Regions from separate parts of the Mus musculus genome. Here regions 2 and 3 are each linked to region 1. A link is a contact called in public HiChIP or PLAC-seq data. All regions are on one chromosome and are shown on one strand. Each heading gives the region's core, a stretch centred on a gene start, on an enhancer-like site or on the middle of the called end of the contact. The rest is flanking DNA. Distances are from core to core; before and after follow the strand shown.

Evidence for each region. HiChIP or PLAC-seq counts read pairs in DNA pulled down with a chosen protein or histone mark.
Region 2: an H3K27ac HiChIP or PLAC-seq map of T-cell acute lymphoblastic leukemia shows a contact between it and region 1, with 2.5 times the contacts expected there. The contact joins two enhancer-like sites. A contact is called at or near these places in 3 of 39 promoter capture datasets (the C10 cell line, embryonic stem cells and liver), 1 of 484 Hi-C or Micro-C datasets (cerebral cortex) and 3 of 115 datasets of contacts at active chromatin or transcription factors (T-cell acute lymphoblastic leukemia, embryonic stem cells and microglia).
Region 3: an H3K27ac HiChIP or PLAC-seq map of T-cell acute lymphoblastic leukemia shows a contact between it and region 1, with 2.9 times the contacts expected there. The contact joins two enhancer-like sites. A contact is called at or near these places in 1 of 15 datasets of contacts at CTCF or cohesin (embryonic stem cells), 6 of 484 Hi-C or Micro-C datasets (the G1E-ER4 cell line, conventional type 1 dendritic cells, embryonic stem cells and 1 more) and 4 of 115 datasets of contacts at active chromatin or transcription factors (T-cell acute lymphoblastic leukemia and embryonic stem cells).

What each region holds. Positions count from the first base shown.
Region 1 is chr1:35,980,280-35,985,071 of GRCm38.p6, reverse strand. No RefSeq gene overlaps it. Among named protein-coding and RNA genes, the nearest start is that of Gm39622, 23 kb to the right of the region's middle. Within about 2 kb of position 2,146, at least 9 of the 459 cell types and tissues checked have an H3K27ac peak or open chromatin away from gene starts, as enhancers often do. A contact at or near this core is called in T-cell acute lymphoblastic leukemia, where this site is marked.
Region 2 is chr1:35,775,243-35,780,034 of GRCm38.p6, reverse strand. No RefSeq gene overlaps it. Among named protein-coding and RNA genes, the nearest start is that of Gm25634, 16 kb to the right of the region's middle. Within about 2 kb of position 2,659, at least 1 of the 459 cell types and tissues checked has an H3K27ac peak or open chromatin away from gene starts, as enhancers often do. A contact at or near this core is called in T-cell acute lymphoblastic leukemia, where this site is marked.
Region 3 is chr1:35,823,680-35,828,471 of GRCm38.p6, reverse strand. No RefSeq gene overlaps it. Among named protein-coding and RNA genes, the nearest start is that of 1110002O04Rik, 44 kb to the left of the region's middle. Within about 2 kb of position 2,536, at least 17 of the 459 cell types and tissues checked have an H3K27ac peak or open chromatin away from gene starts, as enhancers often do. A contact at or near this core is called in T-cell acute lymphoblastic leukemia, where this site is marked.

The DNA.
Region 1 (4,792 bases), core at 897-3,396:
CAGAAAGGAATTGGAACATAAACTTGATGGGATTTATAATCACCAGGGAAACCGATCTCTTGGCATGTACATACGTGAGGCAGTTTATAGCTTAGGTTAATTGAGGGGGACGATCCACCCTAAGTGTGGGCAGCATCTCTCCAGGGCCTGAGATCCTGGGCTCAAGAAAATCGAGAAATCAAGTTGAGCACCAGCCTCTGTCCCTCTCCACTTCTTGACTGGGCATGCAGTGAGAGCAGTTGCCTAATACTCTTGCTGCCTCATGTTACTGTCACTGGGGTGGACTGTGCCCCATAACTGTAGGACATGACAGACCTCCAGTCCTTAATTGCTTTTGTCTGGTATCTCATGGAAGTGAGGAGAAAAGTTACTGATACCCTCAGGTTCCCAGTTATGGAGGGATCCATCCATTCATGAGTACCTAAGGGTGTGTGTGTTATATGGTGCTTCCTCTCTGCGCATAATAAGGTGTGATTCTTGGACTTTGCCTCATAGCCAAGAAGACTAGATCAGAATGGGCGAGTGGCAGCTAGAACTTCTGTAAAGGTAAGGGAGCCACTGACATTCCCTGCGGGGGTGGGGGTTGGGGGTGGGTGGGAAGGTGGACGGGTCAGGAACCAGATAGGGAGTTCAGCCATTACTTCTGCTCCTTCCACTCCAACTGCAAGAGATCTTGGAAGATGCTAGAACACACAGAAAAGTGAAATGCTGATTAAAGATGGAGTTCCGTAATCAGCTTCTACGAGGTTGCCACCCATAACGGAATGGCATTTTGTATGGATGCAGTTACCTTTTAGTGGGATGTGTCCATCCGCATTCCTGTAAGTAACCCCTTGCCAATGCTCTGTAAGAAAGTCTGATAAAATCATTGGACTCACCAAGTTGGACTTTGGTGAAATCCTGCTTAGGTCTGTCATCAGTGTCCATCTGGGGGCGGGGGTGGGGTAGGGTGGGTGTTCATTTGCATCTCTCAGTAAATGTTAATCGGACAAACTGGTGTGTAGCAAGGCAGTTGAGTTTGGGAAGAGCAATTGAGTGGTCCTAGCTTTGGGTAGCAAGGCACAAAAGGGCTGACTGAGCAGCCTGAGTGTGGGGCATCCAAGGGGGAGATCCTGGCGTTTGGTGAGTCCTTTTGCTATGGTGGCAATTGCATGGTTCTTGCTATTGGTAGTGAGAAATATAATTAAACCTGAACCATTGAGAGCTGGAGTTTCTTTCTAGAAAATCCCAGGGTGGCCATTTTTATGCGGTATGGAGTTGCACACCTGTTTGATGAGTGGGGTCTGCTGTAGGGATATGGAGATGCCCCTAGAAAAGATGAGGGTTTAGAACAAATTTTACCATTCTTAAAATGTAACACAGAAGGAATGAGAGTGTTGGCAACTGCTGAAGAGGCTTTATGGCCATCGCTTCTATACTCTAAGAGATACTGAAGGGGGAAATAAAGTCAGAAAAAGACAAAAGGCAGGAACACAGCCCCAAAGTCCGCCTGGAGGAAGTGGTTAGATACAGCTAGCTGGTAAAACACCTGCCTGCAATTATCCCATTGTAAAGAAAAACAATCCTACCCGCTGCAGTCTTGGTCTGCTCCTGTAAAATGCCTTACCACAAGAGAAGAATTTCTTGTTGTTTGATCTTAGTTGCACAAACCTAAGGCTGATAGCTATTTCAGCCTACTAATGCTGTAATAGTTTAAAATGATGCTGAGAAACCTTAAAAAAAAAAAGATTTATTATATGTAAGTACACTGTAGCTGTCTTCAGACACACCAGAAGAGGGAGTCAGATCTCATTATGGATGGATGTGAGCCATCATGTGGTTGCTGGGATTTGAACTCAGGATCTTTGAAAAAGCAGTCAGTGCTCCTAACCGCTAAGCCATCTCTGCAGCCCCACTGCGGAATCTTAAAGCACGATAAGAACTGCTGTGCAGTTACACGGGGTTATGGAGGCGACTTCACTGAACTCACACACAAAACAAATTCTTCGGACCCTCCACTTTGTGTACCTGTTGCACAGAGGTTTTCCTGCCTCAGTTTCCCACAACAGTATGTCCGAGGCCCAGATGGCTGCTCTGCAGGAACTTGTGTGTGTAAAGGAAAACGTACAACGAGAAATGGAGATGCAGCTGGCATCCTCGGCTTCAGTCTTTGATGGGGTGCTTAAACTGGATAAAGGAGAACATGAGACAGAGGTGCCCGTTTTCTGTTTCTTACAGCTGGGATGCTAAAGGAAAAAGAGGGCACAAGCTAGATCTATTTAAAGACCCCTTCCTGAAATCTAAAGCCTTGGAACCCAGGGGAGAAATTGATTGGATGGTGAGGCAAAGTGACAAAAGATAGCCCAGGTCCCACCTTTAATAGAGAGGACAAATAACAATGAGTCAGCACACAGATGGGGCCTTAATAATGAATGGCCCAGCACAGAAAATCGTGAGAGTCAGGGAGCATTATTCTACCTCTGAACTGATTGAGTTGGAAAAGACTTTTAAGTAAGAAATGAAAGAACACTCCCTTTTTGGATCACGAGGCTGTGGGACGTGGGGGCAGACTGAATGAGTCTGAGTTCTGTGGAAGCAGAGAAGCTGAGAAGCAAGCCCCCATTTTGAAACAAATTAAAGAGGCCATCAGAAGCGAAGCTGCTTTTACTATTTCACTCCGCAGAAAGGTTTAGGAACCCGGTGTTGAGAAAAGGCAGGCCTCTCTTGTGCTGATTAGGTGTGAGCCTGTGGTTTCTAAAGTCCCTGATCACGGGAATTTCTTGCTCTCTCTTTCCTATAGGCTGATCCTACAGTTACAGTCTGCTTCTACAGCACAGCCCCTTTGACAAATTGCTATGGATGTTCTGGAGTTTGAGATTGCCCATTTCTATCTGTCTGTCTGTCTGTCTTCCTCCCTTCCTTCCTTCCTTCTGAAGAACCAGCTTGCCTCCATTTTAGGCTTAAAAGGCATCTAGTAGAAAAGACAAACTAAGCTCTATCCTGAATAAGATGAAGTCCTGCTCCTCAAGGACGGGGCTATGCCCCACCTACAACCTTAACTACAAATGGTTCTCTACTACCTGTTCCGGAGACCTCAACTGAGTCTTTGCTTCAAAACGTTGTTATAACCATCTTGCAATCCTACCTTTGTTTCAAAAGGGTTGCGGTGGCTACCTTGCTATGACACCATGTGCAACCAATCTTTGTTTCAGGAGGTCCATGTGGCTAGCTTGTTATGTGTATGTCCTGCTCCTGTAACCTTGTCTGTTTTGCCTGCCGAATGCCCCATTTGGAAAACCCTTACCCCTGAGCTATAAAAGTCTTGTCCTCCTCACGTCCAGTGCTGACCTCCCAAACCCTGCCTTATGGAGGTAGCCTGTGTACATGAATAAAAAAGCTTTATTAATTGCTTGCTTGAATTAATCTGGCTATGATGATTTGGATCAGTGGTCTTTCTCCTTCCATCTTTGGGATTAACACTTTCTCTTAAAAAAAATTGTGGTGTGTGTATGTATGTGTGTGTGTGTGTGTGTGTGTGTGTGTGTGTGCCTGGTAGGACCTGGTAGCTAGAGCTAAGTCAAGGACAGCTGTGAGACTGGAGGCAGACCTGCGTATGGAGGTGGTGCTGGGATGGGCCAGGCCAGGAACTCAGTAGACCACGGCAGCACATGATCACAGTTTTCAGAACTGGGCCTGGGAGTTTGGATATGACTCAGGTATGGATCCGAGGGTACGCAATAATCTTTAAAAGTAAAATATAGAGAGCCTTTTCCTGTGTACCCACAGTTTTTTCTGGTTAGAACAAAGGAGCCTTCAGCTAGTTGATGGCTGATGACATAGGCCTCCTCTCCTGCCTCAGCCTCTCAAAGTGTCGAGACTTCCCACACCAATCACTGCGCTGTATTTAGTGAGATTCTCCTTGCTGCTTTTCCAAACTGATCTGTTCATCCAAAAGGTACCTCTTGGGGTTGGGGCTGGAGAGGTAGCTCAGCAGTTAGGGGCACTTCTTACTCTTGTAGGACCAAGTTTCTCCCTGTCCCCAGCATTCATATCTAGGAGGGGCTCTGACACTCTCCTGTGGTCTCTGAGGACCCCTGCATTCCGGTGGTATATACATACGCAGACATACATTCGTACACATAGGTAAAATTGAAAGTTAAAAGAAATTCCTTTTTTGTTTTGAATTCTTTTTTTTTAAAGATTTATTTATTATTCTATGTAAGTACACTGTAGCTGTCTTCAGATGCACCAGAAGAGGGCGTCAGATCTCATTACAGATGGTTGTGAGCCACCATGTGGTTGCTGGGATTAGAACTCAGGACCTTCAGAAGAGCAGTCAGTGCTCTTAACCACTGAGCTATCTCTCCAGCCCGTTTTGAATTCTTTTTTCTTTTTTTTTTTTTTTAAAGATTTATTGATTTATTATATGTAAGTACACTGTAGCTGTCTTCAGACACTCCAGAAGAGGGAGTCAGATCTCGTTACGGATGGTTGTGAGCCACCATGTGGTTGCTGGGATTTGAACTCTGGACCTTCGGAAGAGCATTCGGGTGCTCTTACCCAGTGAGCCATCTCACCAGCCCCGTTTTGAATTCTTTTATGTCCCTAATAATTTTAAGATGACTCTATAATCACTGTCAGGCTTCTCTAGGGTCAATTCTTCTGTTTGTGACATTTGCTGTTTGTCAGGCACAGTAAATGATCTTAATTATGTTTTGTAATTCTGCATTGTAAGCCTGTCTTCATAGTGGCTTTGAGAATCCTTTTTGGGCCTTCAAGAGGTCATGTCTATTCAGATTTAGTTTTTGGGTTT
Region 2 (4,792 bases), core at 1,410-3,909, 210 kb after region 1:
AGCGAGAGCAAGCAGGCAAAGAGAGGAAGCTTCCTTCTTCCCTATCCTTTATTTAGGCTGCCACAGGAAGGTGTGGCCTGGATTAAAGGTGGCTCTTCCCGCCTCAAAAGATCTGCATCTTCCCACTTCAAACCATGTGATTAAGAACGAATCCCTTACAAGTGTACCCAGCCTCTTGGGTTTTTGGTTAATTTCAAATGCAGTCAAGTTGACAACCAAGAACAGCTAACACAGTAACCAATCACAAATGATAGTGAGGTGAGTCACCAGCCAATGGTGAAAAGAAGGATGCCGCCTCAGTCACTAACCGTATTAGTGTAAACCCAAGTGAACTCGCCATCTCCTGGCTTACTCTTCTGCTTCTTTGAGCACCAGACCTGAAGAGATGAGGGCCAGGATGCTTTACCAGGGTCTAGAGACTTTGCGGCAGGCGGTAGCTGTTGCTGCTGTTCAGGCAAAGATGTTATCACTCGGATCTGATGTGTACCCCAAGCCTGTGTGTTCTATGTGGTAGCACTCCTGGAGCCTGCTGGAACCTTTAAGAAACAGGGCCTGTTGATAGGGGCTAAGGCATTAGAGGCATGCACTCAAAGACAGTTCTAGAACTCTTTACTCTCCCCACCCCCAACACCTCTCCTAAACATGATGATTAATCTTCATATTATCTTGGTTAATTTAGAATCAACAAGGAGTCACACCTCTGGCCATATCTCTGAGGATGTTCCCAGAGATGATTACTTAAAGAGGAAAGAGCGACCCTAAAGGTGGATGGCATCATCTTTTCGACTTGGAGTCCAGACTGAATTAATTGTGTGTGTGTGTCCTTCTGAGCACTGCATTTATGCTTTCTGCTTCTGTCTACTGTGATGTGAGCAGCCATATACTCCTACAGTGATGCTGGAGCTCTGGCTGCAATGCTCCCCTGCCATGACACTGTGCACTGAATAAATCCTTCCTTTAAGTTGCTTTTTGTTAGGTATTTGATTGAAGAAAAAAAAGGGGGGGGGGACCAATACTTTGGATCCAATGAAGTGGGGAGTTTTCCTCCATCACATGCTCCTCATTATCCTAAGCTATTCAATTACAGACCCAAGAACAACCATGGACTGAAATCTCCAAAACACTGAGCCAAAATTCTTCTCCCTCCCGTCTAGATCAGTGGTTCTCAATCTGTGGGTCGCGACCCCTCTGTGGGTTGAACAAGCCTTTCACAGGGGGGCACCTAAGACCACCTGAGAAGCACAGATATTTACATTACAATTCATAGCATTAGCAGCATCACAACTATGAAATAGCAACAAAAATAATTTTATGGTTGAGGGGGTCCCCACAACATGAGGCACTATATTAAAAGGCTGCAGCATTAGGAAGGTTGAAAACCCCTGACATAGATTATCTCACCATTCAAGGTGACCAGCCACCTCACATCCCCGCCACCATGATTTACCCACAAACTATAGACCCCAATAAACTCTTGCTTTAGATTGCTCAGGTGTTTTTTTGTTACATCAAGAAAGCTGGTAACTGCGGTCCAAAGTCCCAAGTCCCAATCATGGTTGTGATAGGACTCCAGCCATGAGCTAGAAGGACATAGAGTGAATGAATGGTTTGTGCACTTTAGAGCAATGTCACTTCCCTGGCTTTGATGTTAGATTAGCCTATAGAAAATAGGACTGTTCCGGAAGCCGAAGGAAGGGTGCAGAAGACCTCCTCACGCTGTTTTTAGAGGCTTCCTGTGAATCAGTAATTATTTTAACATCAAAGGTTTAAAACATTAAAAAGTGATCCACAAAGACTGAGTAAATGCCCAACATGAACTGTGAGGTGGGAGAAAGTCTGAGGAAGAGGAAATGCACAATTAGCAGGTGTTTTCTCCTAATTAACTGTATTCAGACACTGGGAAAGGGTGAGGCAAATTGGAAAGGGAGAGGGGGAGGCGGAGGGAGGGCCCACACTTTCAAGATCAGCACATCCCAGGCTTGCTTCTGTAGATGAGCAGAGGTGTCTGGGAGGGGGCAAGGTTCATCAGAGGAGGCTCTTTAGTCACTCCCAAGGCAGGGGACTACTTACAACCTATGAGGACTCTCCCTGATCACCTTATCTTGTATTTATTTGGTGTGTGGGGACCAGGACACCTTATAGACCAAGGAGAAGGCTGGTTTCCTAGGTGATGCAGAGCCTGTCAAGTCCACAATCACTATTACAAGTAGTCACTGGGTCCTGCGGATTCTGATCCATGCCTTTTAGAAGCACCAGATGAGTTGAGTCCACGCAGAGACATGGCCACAAGATGAGTCAGGTCTCTCTGTCTCCTGTCTGCAAAGGTGCCACCATACCAAGGGCATCAATTTACTGGAAGGATAACGCCTCATCAGTGGGCTGGAATGTGAGGCATTAGGGCTGCCTGAAAACTCTTTCAGTAGATTGTCTTTGCGTTTATTTAGGGGCCAGGTTGGGCACTGAAGAACTAGGGTAGAGGAATACACAGTTGGGCCACAGTTGAGCCAAGCAGCTGTCCTCAGATGTCCCGGCATGCATTTCCTCTTTTACCCTAACTTGTAAACTCCACCCAGAAAAACATGGCTACCTTGAAGTGGATACAATAACAACCCCTGGAACACACCTGTGCCCTGTGGTTGTCTATCAAAATCCTACCTCCAAACTAGATGTGTGCTCTTCAAGACATGCCACAGAGGGCATGGTTTTCTCATCTCATCTCATCTCATCTCATCTCATCTCATCTCATCTCATCTCATCTCATCTCATCTCATCTCATCTCATCTGTTGCTTCATACAAATCTAAAAATGGAGGTTTAGATGCTTTAAGGCAGCAACTATCCTCAAATATCCCATTTCCAGTCCAGGTTAACTTGGGGTTGGATGGAGTTGAGATCCAAACAGGCTCCAGGACCTTTCCTGTTTGTGGTGTACTGCTGAGCACCAGGGCAGGAGAGCCACCTGGCATGCAGTGTGGGGTACAGGTCTAATCCAGCGTCAGGAAGTCTACACACTGCATATATTTGAATTCAGGATTAGTTTCCCTGCCACATCAGAAAACCTTTAAAAATGTCATAACTGTTCTGTGGTGGTGAGGTGAGGAGAGGGCTCTCACACTGTGAGATCCAGTATTTCTGCAGGCAGTTTGACATTCCCATCCTAAGCTTTCAACATAAAACCCTTGACTTTGTAGTTCAGTGCCTGAGAATTTAGCCTGAGGAAATAATTATGGATGCAGAGTTAGACCTACATTAAAAATATAGGACCGAACTGTAAATGTGCTGGAAAAGTAGTATCAGAATTTGTGCACTAGGATAGAAAAACTAAGTCCAATTAGCTTAGGCCAAAGACTCACCATCCTGCCCTTTCTGAAGGTCAGCTGGTATATTAGTCAGGGTTCTCTAATGGAATAGAGCTGATAGAATGGGTGGATGAATGGAATACATATATATATATATATATATATATATATATATATATATATATATACACATACATACATATGCATGCACACACATATACATACATATATACATATATATTCATCCAACTCATTCTTTTAGTTCTATTCCTTTAGAACTGATATATATACACACACACATATATATGCATATATGTATATATCATATATACACACGTATATATATCATATACACACATGAACATATCATATAAATCATATATATCATATACATCATATATAATAAGCCATATATACCTGTTGGTCTAGGCAATCCAGTGGAAAGGCTGAGAATCCACTTGATGTTCAGTACCTCCAACCTATGCACTGGAGTCCTAGAGGATTCCCAGAGAGCTGCTGGTCTTCAGTCTATATTGGAAGCTCCCAAAAGTTGTCTCTAATTCTTGTGAAGGAGTGCTTCAGCTTCATCCAGAACTTGCCAGCTAAAGTGAGGGCAAGCACTGGGAAGGTAACGATTCTGTAGATTGCAAATACAAGATTTTGTTGAGGGTTGAACGCTACATTCATCTGGTTGCGTGTGAGGGGAAGGGGGTAGGAAGGCCAGAGGTCATGAAATTGAGAAAGAACAAGGACATGGGCGAGGGAGGAAATGATCTCATTATATTTTGACTTAAAAGAAAAAAAATAAAGTCATCTTCTTCTGTCTTTTCCTCTTATTTGCTGCCACTAGAATGTGTGGTCCAGATTTAGGACGAGTCTTTCTGCTTCAAGTAATCTGATTAAGAAAACCCCTCGGAGGAGGGCCCAGAAATCTGGATTATAGTTGATTCCAAGTGCAGTCAATTGGATGACCAAGTTTAACACCCCCCCCAAGCTGGTTTCCACAGCAGCTCACTGAAGGAGCCCAGGGCTCCACACCCCTGGAGAGCTTCTTAGGTCAGCATTGGTTTTGAGTCTGATACAGGATGGGAGATACTCTCAGAATTCACACCTAATACTGAGAGTGAGGTGCTGCTGTCTTCTTGGAAAGACAAGAGTTGATGGCCACCCTTACCAAGCCCTGGCTGTAGTCCTGGGTTATAAATTCTCCCTCAGCCTGAAGATGTCTGATCAAAGGGATGGACTATGCCTAATGAGAATCTAAAAGTCGGCTGAGTTGGCAAAATGTTTGTTGTACAAGCACGAGGACCTATGGTTGATCATTTGCCCATGTAGAAATCCAGATGTGATGGCATGTGCTCATAATAATTCCAGTGCTGGGCGAGGAGATGATGGCGGTTTTCCTGGATGTGATGGCCAGTTATCCTAGCACAACTGGTAAATCTGGGTTTTGGTGGATGGATTGTTCTTGAGTAGTGACATCTGAAGTGGGCT
Region 3 (4,792 bases), core at 1,287-3,786, 160 kb after region 1:
TTTCCTACATCGCCAAGGTTTCTGTCACGTATATTTTGGTTTGTTTTTACTGAGGGTCGCTCAGGCCTGATGTTGCTTTGAAAGTGTCAATGACCAGGAGGACCAACCTAGTGTGACACTTCAAAAGAAGGCACGAAGCCACCGTGCTTTCCCATGAGAGTTCCCAGTCCAACCGAAGTCCCAACCCAAGGCAAGTCATGAGGACAGTTGGTTTTGCGCAGGCTGTGCTTGAACACCTCACGTAGTCATTGGAGGATATGAGATGAATGACACAAGGGCCCAACAACCTTCCTTCTTTCTGCTCAATGGGTTTCAGCTGAAAATCACGGGTTCTTTTCTCTCAGGGGCTATGCAGATGGGTTAGTTTCTTGACTGACTGCTGCTAGGAAATGGAAGGAGCATGCTCCCCTGTTGCTGCTTTCAAGATCCAAGCCAGCTACAGCAGGCTTTTCCCCTTGGGTTGTTGGGTGACAGCTTTGTTCGGGTTTCTATTGTTCTGACAAAACACCATGACGAAAAACAACTTGGGGAGGAAAGGGTTTACTTCAACTTAACACTCCATCAGTGAGGGAAGCTGGGTCCAGAACTGAAGCAGAGACCATGGAAAAACTCTGCTTAGTGGCTTGTTCAGCAGGACATGCTCAGTCTCATTTCCAGGACCACAGGCCCAGAAGTGGGGCCGCCCACTGTGGACTGGGCATACCCACATCAATCATTAATCAAGAAAATGCCCCACAGGTCAATCTGGTGGGGACATTTTCTCAATTGAGGCTCTCGGTTCCCAAATGACTCTAGCCTGTGTCAAATTAACCTAAAATTAGCCAGGACAGGTGCCCTGGGGAAAAAGCTGTGGCTTAGACCTTCCTGTTGCTTCCAGCTCCTGCCATGCACATTGGATCAAAGAGATCTTACTTCCTCTGGCGAAAGCATCTGCAGTAGACTGAGCTGGGGCTTGGAGCCAGAGACAGGTGTGGTCAATGGCTGACTGGAGGTCCCAAATCCCTACACTATGGTACAGTACGTTGAGTTCTTCATGCATTTCAGGTTTGTAGGGAAAACTCCCAGCAGGGCATCCACTATCTATGTGTAACTTCTGTTCTTAATTAACCCACCAATGAGAAGCCCCACCATCCTGTCTATTTCAGGGCTGGTAAGAGTCAGTCCAGTTACATGGCTCCTTCATTTAGTAAGTGCTGCTTGTGGGTCTCTATATACCAGCCTTCCCTGAATGTGCTAGCACAGAGAGCCTTAGGATCAATGGCAGGGGCAGCCAGCAGGATGGGACTCAAGGGAAAGATTCTGGGTGGGTGCTAAGGAGGAAAGATCCTTGGCTTTCCTGAGGGGAGGAGTTCCAAGGCCTCACTGAGGGCAGGGACCAGTCAGTGCTGGCAGAGGCTCTGGTGAGGATAGTACCAGGAAAGGCACAGGTACTGTGGCAACCAGGATGCCTAGGGTGCCTGGGGGAACGCAGGCTTCGGAGGAGAAGGAAGAGAGTTCTTTCCAGGACAGCCGGGGAAGTCTTTTCATTATTCTTTTGCTCAAAATAGAATTATCTTTTGAAATCAAACATGACAGGCGGCCCAGGCATTTTGCCTAGGCCGTCACAGAAACTGGCTTCCACGCCTACGGATACTTACCCCCCCCCCCCCTTCAAAGGTAGAGGGAGGCAGCAGCATCTGAAAGCAGAAGAGAAAGTAGAAGGGGGAGGCAGGAGCTCAGGTGGAGGAGTTCAGAAAGGTGAGGTGAGGGAGGTGGGCAGAGGAGTCAGAACTAACAGCCACCTGACATCAGGGTGTTGGGGTAGAAGGCAGCCTTCATGAGGCTGGCTGGCTGGCTGGCTGGCAAAAGGCTCCCCTCTGAAGTATGGACCACCATGTAGGTCCCTGGGTCAGACATGGAGGCAAGAAAGAATGGAGGTGCTGTCTGAGTTACAGGACGCCCAGAACAGGCCTCTAGCTGACCAGACAGTGTGTCCTGGGTCTGACTTAGCAGGGACAGGCACCTGTTGTGGCTGAAGGGCAGGGAGGAGGAGACACGGGGGGTGGGGGGGCAGAGGACACAGGAAGACAGGATTCTCAGAGTAATAAGAGATAATACGTCGATAGGCCTGTAAGGAAGGTGCAAGCCTGGCCAGCCACCCAGGGCCTCAGTTTCCCTACCTGGAGGAGTGAGTCCCTGGTGTGTCCACCTTTTGCTGTTTTGAAATAGTATTGTTGTCTACAATTGGACACCGGGGATCCATTCCATTGAGCTACAAACAAAACAAAACAAAACCAACCAAACAATCACCGTGAGAACTAATTTCAGAATGCTCTAAGTTTATGGTTTTGTGTTAGGTGGCATTCATCACTCTGTCTGGCTGCATGCAGGCCATGGGCTGCAGGTTTGGTGGCCCTCACTGCCCTAGTTTGGCAGAAGGGGCCCGGGAAGGATCTGTATTACGTGCTCTCCTTCACAGCTGCCACATGAAGCTGCACGTCCCCAGCTGCTCTCCCCAGGATGAGTCGTCTTACCTCTGAGCTCCACTTGAGTCCCTTGGTATCTGGTCCAAGGGCTTGGCTTACACTGTGTACCTGTGTGTGTGTGTGTGTCTTGGCTTACACTGTGTACCTGTGTGTGTGTGTGTGTGTGTGTGTGTGCACACGCGCGCGCGCATGCTGGCTTGGCCACCGGATCAGCCCAATGCTCTCTAGAGATGCTACAAGAGGCAGGAAGGGGATGGATCGAAACTCAGGAAACTGAACTGAGCCAGGACTGTATCTTTTATCAACTTTTTGTTTGAAGTGGAGTAGGAAAGAAAACAAGGGGCATTGTGGGAGCTCCCTCCCTCGCCTTGGCGTCTGGTGGAGGTGTTTCACCAGCTGAGACTCAAGAATTCCAACACAATTAGTTTTTAAGGCCTGGCTTCCTCTCCAGCTGGAAACTGCAGTCTTCTAAGATGCTCATCAGAAACTTTGACAGGGAAAGGCTGTGTCTTAACTCCCGGGGGCAACTCTGCTCTCCTGGTTTTATTTTAGCTGATTGTAATTCCATCCAGGGCACCTCCAGAGGCCCCCACCCCCCGCCCCGCCCTGCCCCGCCCCATTTACAAGAGGAGTAACTTGAGAATCACCTAACTGCTACAGGTGATGACTAGTAGCAATTGTAAATGGGGCTCTTTCCGTACTCCTGGGCACACCACAATTTCTTCCTGAAAGCCTCTTTTTCTATTAACCCCTATGCTTAAAATTCATGTTAAGATGTCTTTTAATAACCCCCTAGTTCTCTTTCTTGCTGGTTCACCCTGAAATTGTCTTCTTTCATGGCCAAAGATATATGGTTTTATGTAAGTCAAGTTCCCTAAAAGATTATGGGAACCCCACAAGGCAACAAGGCAACTCCTCCGACCACTGTGAGTGAAAGTAAAGAAATGTACTTTGTCACTGACTTCATTGACAAAAGGCAGGGAAAGGAGTTAGAAAGGTCCAAACTTCTAAGGACATCGAGGATCAAGGAGAACACGGCATTAGACAAGATAATCCCAGAAAGCCCTGGAACTTGAAAGCGGGCAGATAAACAGTACGACCATCATTTTGCAAGAGTGGAAAGCCCCCGAATGGCTACAGAACGGCTGGCGCCAGGGCCCACACCAACTGGCTTTTTCCACAATGGAGATGCAAAAACATCTGAAAAGGGGCTGAAAACTTTGGACCTCTGCGAAGACTCAGGCTGAGTAGCCGATCTTTGGGGGTTGGTGTTACAGTCTAGTTGAAGCCAACTGATAGCAGCTAGAGTCCTGGCTTTTTGCCTGCTCTGCCCTGTCCATCTGAGCAGCAAATGGCTTGGGGACCACACCATCTGGCTGCAACGGTGTGCTTGTTTTCTCTTTGTTCCCATCCAGCGGCGCTCCCCGCACCACCACCCCCCCCCCCCGCCTCCAATCCCCTGCCCCTGGACATCCAAACGAGAAACCCTGTGGCCACTTGCTTTTCAGGCATCTGTGGGTGCCCATGCAGCTTCGTACGCCCCCGTAAACTTTCTCTGTAAACGGTGCTGACACCTGTGTAAACTTTCCTTCGTCTGCAGATGGCTTTATCAAGATGTGTTAGACACGTGCAGACTGCCGCCTTTTCCTGGGGGCGTACAGCTAATTGCTGGGATGTGTCAGCCGCCTCAGCAGTGGCTGCAGAGCATTGAAGAGACTGCAAAAGTCAGTGTGGACAAGTGCAGGACAAGGAAGCCTTCTCTGAGGGTCAGAGTTGTCTGAGCTCAGGGTTTTCTTTCAGACTTACTGCAGGGATTGGCCTGGAGAGAGGGTCTCTTTGCAGTTTATGCCATATGGGTTTGCGCGCACTGGAATGCCCCCCCCCCCCCCCCCGGCCCCGGCCCATGCTGGAAACTGTTGCCAGGCATCATTTCATTTAAGTGGGAACTGTGGGACTGGCAGAGGCAAGAACAGCTAGCCCTAAAAGAGCCAACCCATGGGGTCCTCTGGAGCTCCTCTGGCTGACTGCTTCCTGTTTTGGAAGGCTGAGAGGAGAAACAGAGCCTCAAAGTGCCCTAATCAATACAATTCTGGTGTCATTGATTTTTTTTTTTTTTTTTTTTTTTTTTTTTGGTCAAGGAGAGGCAAAGGAAACAGCTGGTGAGCCAAATTCTTCTGGGAGAATGTGAGAACAGTTGACTGGCAAGCAGGCCCTGGAGTCTACTGCCTGAAGGGCTGTCTGCATGCTGTTCACAACCACTGGTTGGCTGGAAGACTGGTCAGCACCTGGAAGACACAGGGATATTGATAACCGCAGTGCCACATAGA